4 separate regions of the Zea mays genome follow, and all the other regions are linked to region 1. A link is a contact called in public Hi-C data. All regions are on one chromosome and are shown on one strand. The core of a region is the stretch at or near the end of the contact, and the rest is flanking DNA. Distances in the headings are between cores, read along the strand shown. Region 1 holds the start of LOC100383412. Region 2 holds the start of LOC100191947 (proteasome C9 1). Region 3 holds the start of LOC100502278 (Ribonucleoside-diphosphate reductase). Region 4 holds the start of LOC100279593.

Region 1 (3,087 bases), core at 317-2,816:
TTACCCAGTGTTGCGAACACGTGATATTTGCTCTGGTGACTTAAAGCCAGTCCAGTAAGCTGAGAGCCAATCCCTCTTGTTGGGAACGTAGTCTTTGCTCTTAGCAAACTCTTCGTTCAAGATTCGGTTCACCTTGTCATGGATCCTCTGGACATCTTCTTTCATGACTTCACCCGTTCCTAGCAGTTTCTGCTCATAAAGCTTCAATGAGCTGGGATGGTTCTTAATGACCTGTCACAGATAATGCTCATCGGTCATCAGGGTTCAGCAACGCGCTAAACACATTGAGAATGGAGGGGGGAGATAGAGAGAACAAAATATGTTTTTATTTCTTTTGTTAGTTCTAAAACAACCAACTTAATTAGCTTTCCTCCAAGAAACAACAAAACAGAACAGCATAAGAAATTGGACAATGAGTTAGCAGAAATATATGCACAAGCGCAGCCAGCTTATAAAAAACAAGAATGAATTAAGAGCTGCAAATGTGTCAAGTACCAACTTATGAGAAAATGTAAAAATAACATACAAAAACAATATGAACCAGTAGTGATAGGGTTACCTGATACATTTTTGGCTGTGTGAAGGAAGGTTCATCAATTTCGTTATGCCCGAAACGGCGGTAGCAAATCAGATCAACCACCACATCGGAGTGGAAAGTCTGGCGCCACTCCGCTGCAAGCTCACAAACACAAACAACAGCCTCTAAATCGTCGCCATTTACATGGAATATAGGAGCATTCAGGGCTTTGGCAACATCTGTGCAGTACTGGGAGGACCTGCCAGCTCTTGGATCAGTCGTAAAGGCAACTTGGTTATTGACAACAATATGAATGGTTCCACCAGTAGTGTAGTTTGGGAGGGCACTTAGATGGAGTGTCTCATAGACCACACCCTGGCCAGCAAAGCTGCCATCTCCGTGGATCAGAATACCCATGTTCTTTGTCCTGTCAGCATCATTGGAGTAGAACTGCTTAGCACGCGTCTTGCCAATGACAACAGGATCAACGGCTTCCAGATGGCTGGGATTGGCAACCAAGGACAAATGGATCCTGTTGCCGCCTCGAGTTGGGCGATCATAGGAGGTACCCAGGTGGTACTTGACATCACCAGTTCCGGTGTAGAGACCATCTTCGCCTTCAACAGGCCTTGTGCCGCCAGTGAACTCGCTGAATATCTGAGACAGTGGCTTGCGAACGACATTACCAAGGACATTGAGCCTTCCCCTATGCGGCATACCGATGACAATGTTCTCAACACCGAGGTCAGCAGCCCTATCGAACATCTCCTTCATGCCAGGGATGAGCGTCTCACCACCCTCAAGGCCAAACCTCTTGGCGGTGGCCCACTTGGTGGCTAGGAAATTCTCAAACTGGGTGCTCCAGATAAGCCTGTCAAGCATGACAAGGCGGCGGTCCTTGTTATATTCCTTGGGCTTGGCAGTCTCGATCTTTTCCCTGAGCCAGTTGCACTTGTCTCTATCAGGGATGTGCATGTACTCGTAGCCGATGGGTCCACAGTATGCCTGCTGGAGCTTGTTGAGGATCTCACGGAGTGTGAGCACGGGGCGGTTCTCGGAGAGAAAACCGGACATCCTCCAGACGCCGAGGAAGAACTCCCTATCGAGGTCGGCCTCTGTGAAGCCGTAGAGGCCGAGGCGGAGATCTTCGGGGACGGCTCTGTCGTCGAGGCCCAGGGGGTCGAGCTTGGCCATCATGTGGCCGTTGACTTGGTAGGCCCTGACGAGGAGGAGGAGCTGCATGCTCTCCTGGATGGTCTGGCCGGAGACGCCGGCGGAAGGAGAGGCCTGGGCGACGAAGTTGCGGAAGAAGTTGTCCCATGACTCGTCGACGGAGGAAGGGTCAGCCTCCCAGGTCCGCTGGAGCTCCTCGAGGTAGACGCTGCTGGTACCGTCGAGGAAGCTGTCAGAGAGGCGCGAGAGCGGGACGGCCCGGGGCACGGGGGCGGCGGAGCGGGGACGCATAGCGGTGGAGTGGAAGCAGCGGCCGCATCGGGTGGCGGCGGCTGGCGGCGTGCGGGTGGCGAGGCTGCGGCGGAGGGCGAGGCGGGCGGCACCCGATGCGGCGCGGAACCACGTCATCCCTCTCCTTCTTTCCTTTCCTTGAGGGGACTAACGGCGAAAGTCGAGGACGACACCGGGTAGATCCGGCGTGGGACCGGTCGGAGCTCGAACTGCAGCGGCGGGGATGGCGACTTATGTTAGTGGAGGAGGGACCGGATCCGCGGCAAACCCTAGTTAGTAGACAAAAACTGAATGGAATACGACTTTTCATTCCATCGGTTTTTGGTTTGGTTTTGTTTGGTGAGAAAGAAGGAAAGAAAAAGTAAGATGGGAATGCAATGGACGGTCGGTCGCCTTCTCTTTCCATTTGGGTTTATTTATTTTTATGGAAAAACTACTCTTTGTTCTGACTTTTTATCCACATTTGATAGGGATGGGCCACATTAAAATAATTATCGTTGACGGAGCAGAATACATGGCTTCGATGTGACTTTAATCCAACTATGGCTACAGCTTGGATAGTATTTTATCTCTATAGATTCAACTATTTTGGCGAGTCGAACGCACTTCTAGCTTTCACATACCATTATGTTACAAGGCTCAAAAGATGGTAATACCACATCTTAGTGATGGCAATGGGTACCCGCGACCCGATACCCGATGGATATTTACTCTATTAGGTATATATATGGGCTAAATATTCTACTCGTGGGTCTGTTATTGGACAAAATCTTCACCCAATGGGTAAACGGGTATTAAAATGTTCCACCTTCACCCATACTCGTTAACCCGATGGGTATTTACTCTATTAGGGTATGTATGTGGGCTAAATATTCTACATGTGGGTCTGTTATTGGGCAAAAATCTTCACCCAATGGGTAAACGAGTATTAAAATGTTCCACCTTCACACGTACCCGTTAACCTGTGGATATAAAATACCCAATATAAACTTAGCCCAAGCATGAACTTGGACTTTAGTCATCTATCTTTTTTACTATTTAACAACATTTTAGGTCATAATGTCATAAAAGACTCAACGACAATTTAATGACCATGTAATGGAAAA
Region 2 (3,087 bases), core at 323-2,822, 480 kb before region 1:
TGGCATTAAGCCATCTAGGTAAACTGGATCAGACAAAATAGAAAAGGCTGTTTTTCAAGAATGGTTGACCGAAAACACTGACATGAACCTTGATTTTGGTTAAACAATTATATGACCACAAACAACAATTCAAGCACAGCAGAAGCATATACTACCTCCGTACCAAATCATAAGACATTTTAGCTTTTATAGATACATAACATTTATCATGTATCTACTATTTAGATATACACTATGCCTAGGGAATGTATCTTGAGAAGTCAAAATGTCTTATACCCAGAAGAACCTACCATTTGCATGGTTAACTAAGCACAATTGATGATAGTAGTAGCATCATCCATAGGATTAAAATCACCAGAAGTTTAGTGGCATATACGATCTCAACTTAGTCATGTGCACTTGCCTGTCACAAGTCCTAATCTCAACAATTTCCCATGTTTACTAAGCATCATCCAGGTGCCTCAAATTGCCCTAGTAGACCTGAACCTACCTTCCCCTGTTCCACTGTCCAACATCCACATGCTCCATAATCGTGACAACAATAAAGCAGAGCAGATAGAGATCAACAATTTGCAACCAATTCAATGCAATGCACTATTACAGATGAAACATTAACGGATCAAGGATGCTCAACACAAAAATAGAACACATAATTGTCGAATATTTAAGTTCACACAACAGAAGCATAACTGCTTAAACCATGTCTAAGAGCAGTAGAAGGCATCACATGCCACTGCAAACCAGTACATTATGCCTCGGGTGTTGGCTGTGTCAGGCCGGAGTTTGCAAGCAGCTTCCCCAGCGCCTCAGGAGAGCACACCTGGTACTGTACCTCCCCGGTGTCGGGCTGCAGAAATACCTCGGCCAGCTCCAGCTTCTCGGCAGTCAAGCTGGTGGAGTCCATGGTCTTGCTGAGGACCTTGAGCGCGAGACCGACGGCCTCCTCGCGGGTCAAGGCGTCCTTGTAGTCCTGCTTGAGCATGGACTGCGCGGCCTGGCTGTTGGCCCCAACAGCGGCGGCCTTCCACCCGCCGTAGTTGCCAGATGGGTCGCTCATGTAGAGCTGGAAACCGTGGTGCTTGTCCCAACCGGCGAATAGGAAGGAGACCCCAAAGGGGCGGAGGCCACCAAACTGGGTGTAACCCTGCTTGGTGTCGCAGAGGGACTGGACGAGCTGCTCGACGGGGATGGGCTCCTGGTAGGAGAGCGCGTAGCGCTGGGCGTGGAGGCGGGCGGTGTTGATGAGGATGTTGGCGTCGGACATGATCCCTGCCACAGCGCACGCCAGGTGGGAGTCGATCTTGTACATCTTCTCGGCGGAGCGGGAGGTCTGGAGGAGCTTGGAGGTCACCTTCTTCTCGCCGACCAGGACTACGCCGTCGGCCGCCAGGATCCCGAGGGCTGACCCGGCGTTGCCGATCGCCTCCATCGCGTACTCCACCTGGTAGAGACGCCCCTCCGGCGAGAAGATCGTCGTGCGACTGTCATAGCGGCGAGACATCGCGGCGGCGGCGAGATGGGATTTCCGTTTGCTAGATTTGGGGCGGTGACGCCGAGATTGGGGTTTGCGTTTGAGACCCTGGAAGGGGGAGCGACTCGGCAGAAGCTAACCAGCTCCAGATTCAAATTCAGATTCGGTAAAAACAGCTTTACTTCACTAAAAATTGTCAGATTACACATAAAAATCTAAATTTATTAAATTAATAAATCTAGACGTTCGATTAAATTACATCAACTCAAATTTAGTGAAGATAGTAAAATTGTCAGCTTTACTTCGATTAAATTGCATCAACTCAAATTAACAAATCTAGCATATTGGTTTATTCTTACTTTTTGTCATTCTATCTCTTATTTCTTCTCACGCTTATCTAGCCATAGCCATCGGTTGTGCCTTGCACCACCCTGCTCACCGGTCGACCACGCTAATTGATTACACTCGCCCCTTATCTAGTCGATGGTGTTTACCATCGTCCTAGCTGGTCATACCCATCATCTTCATGCCTTGCTTGCCTGAAGTGGTATATTCATGGACGTGCCTAGAGCTAAGTTGTTGTGTTCTCACTGACCGTGCTCCAACAGCGCGCTTGAAGGATGCGCTCTTGTCACGTGGCCACACCTGTCTCTACAGGTCTCTTGTAAGGGGCACGCTCGTGTATTTAGAACATATAGTCATGGAATATTTAGATTGCTAGCTACGTAGGTTTGTGTAATCTTGCTAACTAGACTTGCGTAGATGATGTCTCACTAGCTCGACACCTTAGTTGCTTCGATTAGGATCTTTTGTAAGATGGTTGTGATAGACAGAGGTGTGTAGTATTCGCTAGACCAAATTGTATTAATTCTATATTTATTTTAATTAGTCAACGTAATTAGTTTTTGAAAGTACTGTTCACCTCGTCTAGTCTACCTCTAGTCTGGCATCTTGACCCTATAAATGGTATCAGGCTCTGATTTCTTATTTAGTGGTCTTAATTGATCCGAGAGTAAGTAGGCTGGCAGCTAAAAGGGCTAGAGGTTACTTGTGCTCCACACATTTTTTGTGGCACACACTTTGCATAGTGGAAAGGTTTTGTGAGTTATTGTTTCTTTGTTGTTGATGCAAAATTCTAGTGTGTCGTGAGCGTAGAATTTTCTCATACCCTTTGATTAGAAAAGGAAAGATCTCACCTAATCGAAAAATAACTATTTACATCTTGAACACTAAACTACTAACAATCTATATCAATGACTAAGTGATAAGGTGTTCAAGGAGATCATGCACAAAGGAGACCGCCCATGACATATTGTCGTATCTTTATAGTAAAAATGGAAGGATCATATTTGTTGATGATAAGTGCATGGATGTACAAGATGATGATGAGAACATTGATAACAAGGAGGTCATCAATAAGTGATCCACCTCAAGTTAAAGGTCAAGTGATGATAATGATGTATCTACCACAAGTTCACTTGATAAGATTGATGATAATGGTGGTGTTGGTCACCTATTAAAGCTCCTACAAGGAACCATAACAGAGCAACACAATTAAAGTAATAACACCTTCTCCCCTTGTCAGTAGAGATGGAAAGGCAAGAGAAGGACAAAAA
Region 3 (3,087 bases), core at 331-2,830, 360 kb before region 1:
ATGCCAAGGCTCCAAGTATACAGCAAATGCACCTAAGTTTTAGAAGCTCATAAGAATTTCTGAAGACGATGTTACTAAAAGTGGAAATAATGAAAAAAAGCATACCCTTTCTTTTCCCACCACCCTGATCAACATAACGAGCAGTATCATTAAAGACTCGTAACATAGGCACAATTCCATTTGATGTTCCATTTGTTCCTCGTATGTAACTCCCAGTAGCACGAATATTATGAACTGAGACACCAATTCCTCCAGCTGATTTGCTTATTACAGCACACTCCTTCAGGGTTTCATAGATTCCCTCAATGCTGTCATCTTTCATGCATATAAGAAAACAGCTGCTTAACTGCATCACAGAAAAGAAACAGTAAGTAAACAATTTCAACCCACAATGACATCGTCTGGCAGGAAGCAAGACAGTACTTGGGGCCTCGGTGTGCCAGCGTTGAAAAGTGTTGGTGATGCATGTGTAAACCAGCGCTGGGACATCAGATGGTACGTCCTAATGGCAGACTCAATGTCTTCCTTGTGTATTCCCACTGAAACCCTCATCAGCATGTGCTGAGGCCTTTCAACGACCTTCCCACCAAGCTTCAAGAGGTAAGACCTCTCCAGAGTTTTGAAGCCAAAGTAGTCATAGTCGAAATCCCTATCATAAATTATTTCACTGTCCAAGCGAGCAGCATTCTGAAATGTAACAGCATTTGGAGCGATATGAGGGCCAATTTACATCAAGGTGAGTGAAGGGCACAACAGATTTACTGTATGAGATAAACAACCTTAATAAAAAAAGGAATGCAACAGTAAATTCAACTGCCAGAAACACATCGGCATTATCTACACAGATGCTCTGTCAGAAATGTGCCAGGAGCAACTAGAATCTCACATTCATGATGATTTCATAAACATCTTCAGCGACCAGAGGGGCCATCAGCCCAGACCTCTCGTTAAAGTGCCTGTACATGTCCTTAATCCTGCATCCACAACGGCCACATTCCAACTCACAACCCAATCCAACTAATCCAGCCTTCACCCTGACAATATGAATGAATGAAATTAAACCAAATTGAGCTGCCACTTACGTCTCCGAGAAGGACTTCTTTGTGTTCTTGTGCAGGTTAGACACAGCAATCCTCGCCGCCAACTTCACGAATCACGATAGAGAAGAGAGGAAACCAACCCCACGTCAGGACAACAAAGACAGACATGAGAGTTGAAACCAAGGGGGGATTTCACGGTGGGTTCCTCACCGAGGCGTAGTCGGGGTGGGACGCAGTCATGGCCGCCGCGGTCTCGGCGGCGAGCTCGTCGAGCTGGCTGGTGGTGACGCCCTTGTAGACCCCCGCGCAGACCTTCTGCGCGACGAGCACCGGGTCGCAGTGGTCCTGGCTAAGGCCGTAGCTGAGCTTCTTGAGGCGCGCCGTGATCTTGTCGAAGTGCACTGTCTCCTGGCGGCCGTCCCGCTTGACCACGTACATCTTCCGCGGTGGCGAAAACTCCCGTCGAACACCTGGTGCGCGCGCCTACGCCGCCGCCGGGACGAGAGAACGCGAGCAGAGGATTGTATTGAGGTGGGGCGGGGGGAGGGGCAGGGATGGGAGGGGGGCAGTAGGGTTTGGGGGCGGATTTAAACGCCTTCGCGGCGCGGAAAGAGGCAAAGAGTAAGTAATGAAGCGGAGCTGGAGGTGGAGGTTTTTTTTTATGCGCGCTGGAGAAGAAAATGTATGGGTTTGGATTGTTGTCTATTTGGAGGATTTTTCCTTTATTTTCCAACTAAAAACGGCAGCAGAAATAGACATAAAAAAATAAAAGGGTGCTGACCGTGCTTGGCAATAAGGCCCAAAGGCAAACAGCCCAGCCTCCCACGATCTGCCACGAGCCGGGAGGCTCAGAGGGCCTCGCAAGGGGAGGCGAGCTCGGACGGCGGTGTGCTGACCGCTTCTTGCGCATCTGACTCTTTTCACCTCTATTTGAGTGGCTGCTCCATCTATAGGTGTATATTCGGGCCGCCCGGCCCGGCCCGGTCCGAATCAAGTCTGAAAAGGCCCGTATTGTTTGAATTTCAAGCCGGTCCGACTCGTTTGAATTTCAGGCCGTGCAGGGCCGGCCCATGGGCCTAGCCCTCGGCCTATGGCCCGGCCCGTAATTGCTTAAACGTGTCGGGCTTATTTCGGGCGGCCCGAAATTATAAAAGCCTGAAATTCACATTAGGGTCCGAAATTCAGTTTTTGGCCCGAAATTCACATCAGGGCCCGAAATTCAAAACAAATTTAATAAAACAAATAAAAGATAAGACAAATAAATTTGACCAAAAGCAAACTTAATATTTGTATTAAGTTACTAGAGCTATGCAATAACTACCTCGTTTACAAATCATTTTGTTAGAAAGAAAAAGAGTATAATCAGCTCTAAATAAAGTTCGTAAGTTCAGTTTATTATCTAATGTTCATAACAAAAAATAAAATTACATCACATACTCTAATTCAAAGCTACAAAAAATATTTAACTAACATTATCTATAGCTTTGTGTTCTTTATCAAGTAAATGAAAGTGTGGAATGAAGTGTGATTTTAATAAATATATGGGTCTTTTCGTGCCTCTATATGGGCCATTTCGTGTCTGCCTTAAACGGGTCGTGCTCGTGCCCGCCCATGGGCCGTGACCTCGGCCCAAACCCAGCCCGATATATCGGGCCGTGCCGGACGGCACTAAAATATTTCGTGTCGTGCCTGAGCCGTGCTTTTTTTTCGTGCTTCGGGCCGGCCCATCAGGCCCGGCCCAAATGTACACCTATAGCTCCATCTAGTTCACCATGGATCCGCTCGATTCCGGGTGTCCTGGCCTTCATTCCCTTTAAATCCATCGTGTGGTGGTGTCGTTTATCCAACTAGTATCCGTGTTGCAGTGGATTAAGGCTTTGTTTGGGTACTCTAGGAATAAGAGAGAATGGAGTGGATTGAGATGTATCGTGAGAGTTTTTGACCTATTGAGGATTTAAATACCCTCTAATCCCTCCAAACCACTTCAATCCAAGAGTATCCAAACTAGGCCTAAGAGGGGATCGGGTTGTGCTGGTCTCGTCTGGGA
Region 4 (3,087 bases), core at 375-2,874, 270 kb after region 1:
CTGCTGAAGGATCATGCTGTTGCAAGTTCTCCAGAATTACGCCATAACTACAATGAAGAAATTAATAAGAACCATGATGAGAGCTCATTATTCACTCAAGAACGAAATCCAGGAGAGAACGTGTACCGTACCAAAGCCAACCAGTATTACTGAAGGTGTGGAAAATAATCTTCTTCCCACTCTCCTCCCTGACCCAGTCAGCAATATGTTCAGATAGCATCTCAACGTTCTTCTCAGCCTTCCCTCCAAGGTTATAACTGAGAATGTCAGACATCGGGAGGGTGAAAGTGACGACATGGAAGCCCCTGGAGGTGTACCAATCGGCATATCTCTTGAGGTGCTTCTGCCTTGAGCCCAACCAACCAAGAAGGACCACGACCGTCTGAGACTTGTCAGGGAAGTCGGCATAGACCCTGGGGTCTGGCAGGTGCCAGCGGTACAGCACATCGGACGGCGAGGAAGGAATTGCAGGCATCGCATCGGCCTGTCCCGAGGTTTTGGCAAAGTTGGCGTACTGGTACACCGTCTGCATGACCGGCACAGACGCGAAGGGCGCCTTCAGCAGACGCAAGCTGTGGAGGTCCCGTGGCAATAGCTGCGCGCCAGAAAGGGCAGATGCCGAAGGCGCTGCGGGAACATCTGACCTGGTCAATGGAAGCGAGGCGAGCGCGTCCGTGCCTGTGCTGGCATCAGGAAGCCTGTGGTGGGACAGCTTGTCGGGAAGCTCGTGGGAGGAGACGGCGGCGAAGGCGGCCACGGCCATGGCGGACAGGGGGCGGTGGAGATGTCCCGAGAAGGAAGCCATTTTATTCGGGGTGGAGTGGAGCCGAGCCGATCAGCAGGAATGATGCTCTTTTCTTGTGCAGCCTGCCCTGATTCACAGGAACAACAAGGGTTAGTTGCATAAACTGAATTTTTTTTATTTGTTTCTTTTTGAAGAAAAGAAGAAGAATCATGTGGTGTGTAGCCAAACTGGGACTTGGAACAAAGTGTTGTCTGCCACATTATTTATGTGTTTCACATTTGACCCCAAGAGTGGGACCGAAGAATCATGTGTCTTTGTCATGGTCAACAATACGGCAGAGCAGAAGATGGTTTACCTCCCTGCTCCTGCTGTCGATGGTTTACCACCGGTGGAGTTGGAATTGGACACGGGCTGGCTGCCAGATAGAGAATTTGACAGCCGAGCCCGGTAGTTGGCAGCAACTCCAAGTGGTGTCGGCTTCCTTACTCCTGCATATGTATGTAGGAAAAAAACAAACTAGAATTTAGAAGAAGTTAAAGAAAACATTGAGCAAGCCATTAGAATTCAGAAGGAGAAGAAACATTGAGCAAGTCTATCATAGTAAAGAAAAAGAAGAAATCAGACTATGCATACGGCAATTTGCAGAGGCGTAGGAGAAGGGGAAAAGCGAGAAGAAAAAAAGAAAGGGAAAACGAAAGTAGGCACGGGAGGGCGGTGGGGAATTGAAAGCGAGGCGGCGGGCGGAAAAAGGACGGCGCTTTCTCTTTTGCTTTCGTCTCCCACCATCGTCGGGAGACGAACCGGCAAGCAAGGATTTGCTTGTTCCAGGAAAGCAGGAACCCCACCACCTCCCTCACGGGAGGGAGATTGCAGAGCAGAGGGGGCCGGGAAGAGATTGGATTGGTTGAATGAAAACGCGTGGGGGTAGGTACGGATATGGGGATGTGGCGATTCACGGCGCGCGCGTGCAAGCAAGAAACGAGGAGAGGGGAGGGACGCGTACCAGGGCAGGGCAGGGCAGCAGCAGCCGTGAGGAAGGAGGGAGGAGGAATCTAGCTAATGTTATATAGGGCCTGTGAACGCAAGGGGAGGGAGGAGGACCAAAATAGGGGAAGGGAGGTGAGGCCGGTCCGCGCCCGCACGCCCCAGCCCCACCGCTCCGAACTCCGAAGGCTACTCAGAATCCCCGCGGAATCTCTCCTCTTGGAAAGGGTATCTATCTCGGATATTCTCCTCTCCTGCTTCCGATCTGATCTGACTCCAAAACAAGAAGATCAGAAACACGCGTAATGAAGAGAGAGGGGTTTCAAGTCGAAACCAATCTGATACCATGATACAGTCTGCAATACAAAGAGCCACATCAGAATGTGCTGAAGAAAAAAAAGGACTATGGGTCTGAATTAAAGGATCAGCGAAACGCAGTGTGTTCTTTGCCCCTGGCTGGAGAAATGACCACCATCAGAAACACAACAGGTGTGAGCCACACAAAGGAACAGTCGAACAGAGTACAGACAGATGAATGGGAATGGCTAGTCCAAGTATGCAACCCCATCACAACCTCGGGTGTGTGTGTTCCTAGTTCCTAACTACAAACAAACCCGCTTCTGACTAACTAATGTTTCATCAACCAACGTTTCATGGACTCAGCTTGACAACAGATCAGGATATTCCATATTCTAGATCCGTCGTCAGACATGACCAGCCAAACCAGTCCATGAAAACAGGCAGTTTCTGTGCCATCCCCCAATCCATCCTTCTCTTCAGCCGCACATCAATTATGCATATGCTTCCCCAACGGCCCAACCTATCCGTCGTCTGTACCATCGCATTATTCGGCCCAGTCCTCGTCACTATCATCATCTGCGTCGTTATCCTGTACCATTTGCAATCACATAGATAAGCACACACAGCCTTTGTTTGTGCTCAAAATATCAGGCACCATGATGCGCGGTTTCTTGTAAGGAAACCCGCTGCTAAAATGCCTACAAGTAACAAACAACACGATGCGTATCTAGCAACAAACCTGGGAGGAACTTGAGAGCTCTTCGATTTCATCTTCTCCCACCTGTAACACGATGAAATGACCGAAGGTCCTCAATCAAATACGCATTTATACAGAGTAAGCAAACAATGACCGACACTTCAAATCCATCTACCAAGGGAAAGCAACATAGAATCACATAAAATGGTACCTTTGGTTTTTTCTTTCCCCGAGTTCCGCTAACTGCATTCGGAAAACACACTGGTCAGTGCCCCCAGCCTATACAAATGAAACTGAAAGCTTATCTCGCAAACAACCCTAAGAGTTCTTCACTTGTACTAGCACACATCTTCCCAAACGA

What was found. A called contact is a pair of places that touch in the nucleus more often than the background predicts.
Region 2: a contact with region 1 is called in a Hi-C map of endosperm, with 2.8 times the contacts expected there. The contact joins the promoter of LOC100191947 here to the promoter of LOC100383412 in region 1. A contact is called at or near these places in 3 of 25 Hi-C or Micro-C datasets (ear, endosperm and tassel).
Region 3: a contact with region 1 is called in a Hi-C map of ear, with 4 times the contacts expected there. The contact joins the promoter of LOC100502278 here to the promoter of LOC100383412 in region 1. A contact is called at or near these places in 3 of 25 Hi-C or Micro-C datasets (ear and leaf).
Region 4: a Hi-C map of tassel shows a contact between it and region 1, with 2.4 times the contacts expected there. The contact joins the promoter of LOC100279593 here to the promoter of LOC100383412 in region 1. A contact is called at or near these places in 2 of 25 Hi-C or Micro-C datasets (ear and tassel).

What each region holds. Positions count from the first base shown.
Region 1 is chr6:91,058,549-91,061,635 of Zm-B73-REFERENCE-NAM-5.0, forward strand. It overlaps LOC100383412, which reads right to left and starts at 1,567. Exons shown (of 8, transcript NM_001176065.1): 1 at 560-1,567; 2 at 5-231. The coding sequence starts at 1,492.
Region 2 is chr6:90,582,780-90,585,866 of Zm-B73-REFERENCE-NAM-5.0, forward strand. It overlaps LOC100191947 (proteasome C9 1), which reads right to left and starts at 1,573. Exons shown (of 1, transcript NM_001137371.1): 1 at 601-1,573. The coding sequence starts at 1,501. The coding sequence ends at 749.
Region 3 is chr6:90,697,261-90,700,347 of Zm-B73-REFERENCE-NAM-5.0, forward strand. It overlaps LOC100502278 (Ribonucleoside-diphosphate reductase), which reads right to left and starts at 1,581. Exons shown (of 17, transcript NM_001363257.1): 1 at 1,251-1,581; 2 at 1,083-1,144; 3 at 887-974; 4 at 424-687; 5 at 106-346; 6 at 1-32. The coding sequence starts at 1,478.
Region 4 is chr6:91,333,226-91,336,312 of Zm-B73-REFERENCE-NAM-5.0, forward strand. It overlaps LOC100279593, which reads right to left and starts at 1,625. Exons shown (of 6, transcript NM_001152590.1): 1 at 1,101-1,625; 2 at 645-872; 3 at 132-526; 4 at 1-47. The coding sequence starts at 475. It overlaps LOC100280291, which reads right to left. Exons shown (of 11, transcript NM_001153218.1): 9 at 2,938-2,969; 10 at 2,769-2,810; 11 at 2,115-2,618. The coding sequence ends at 2,574.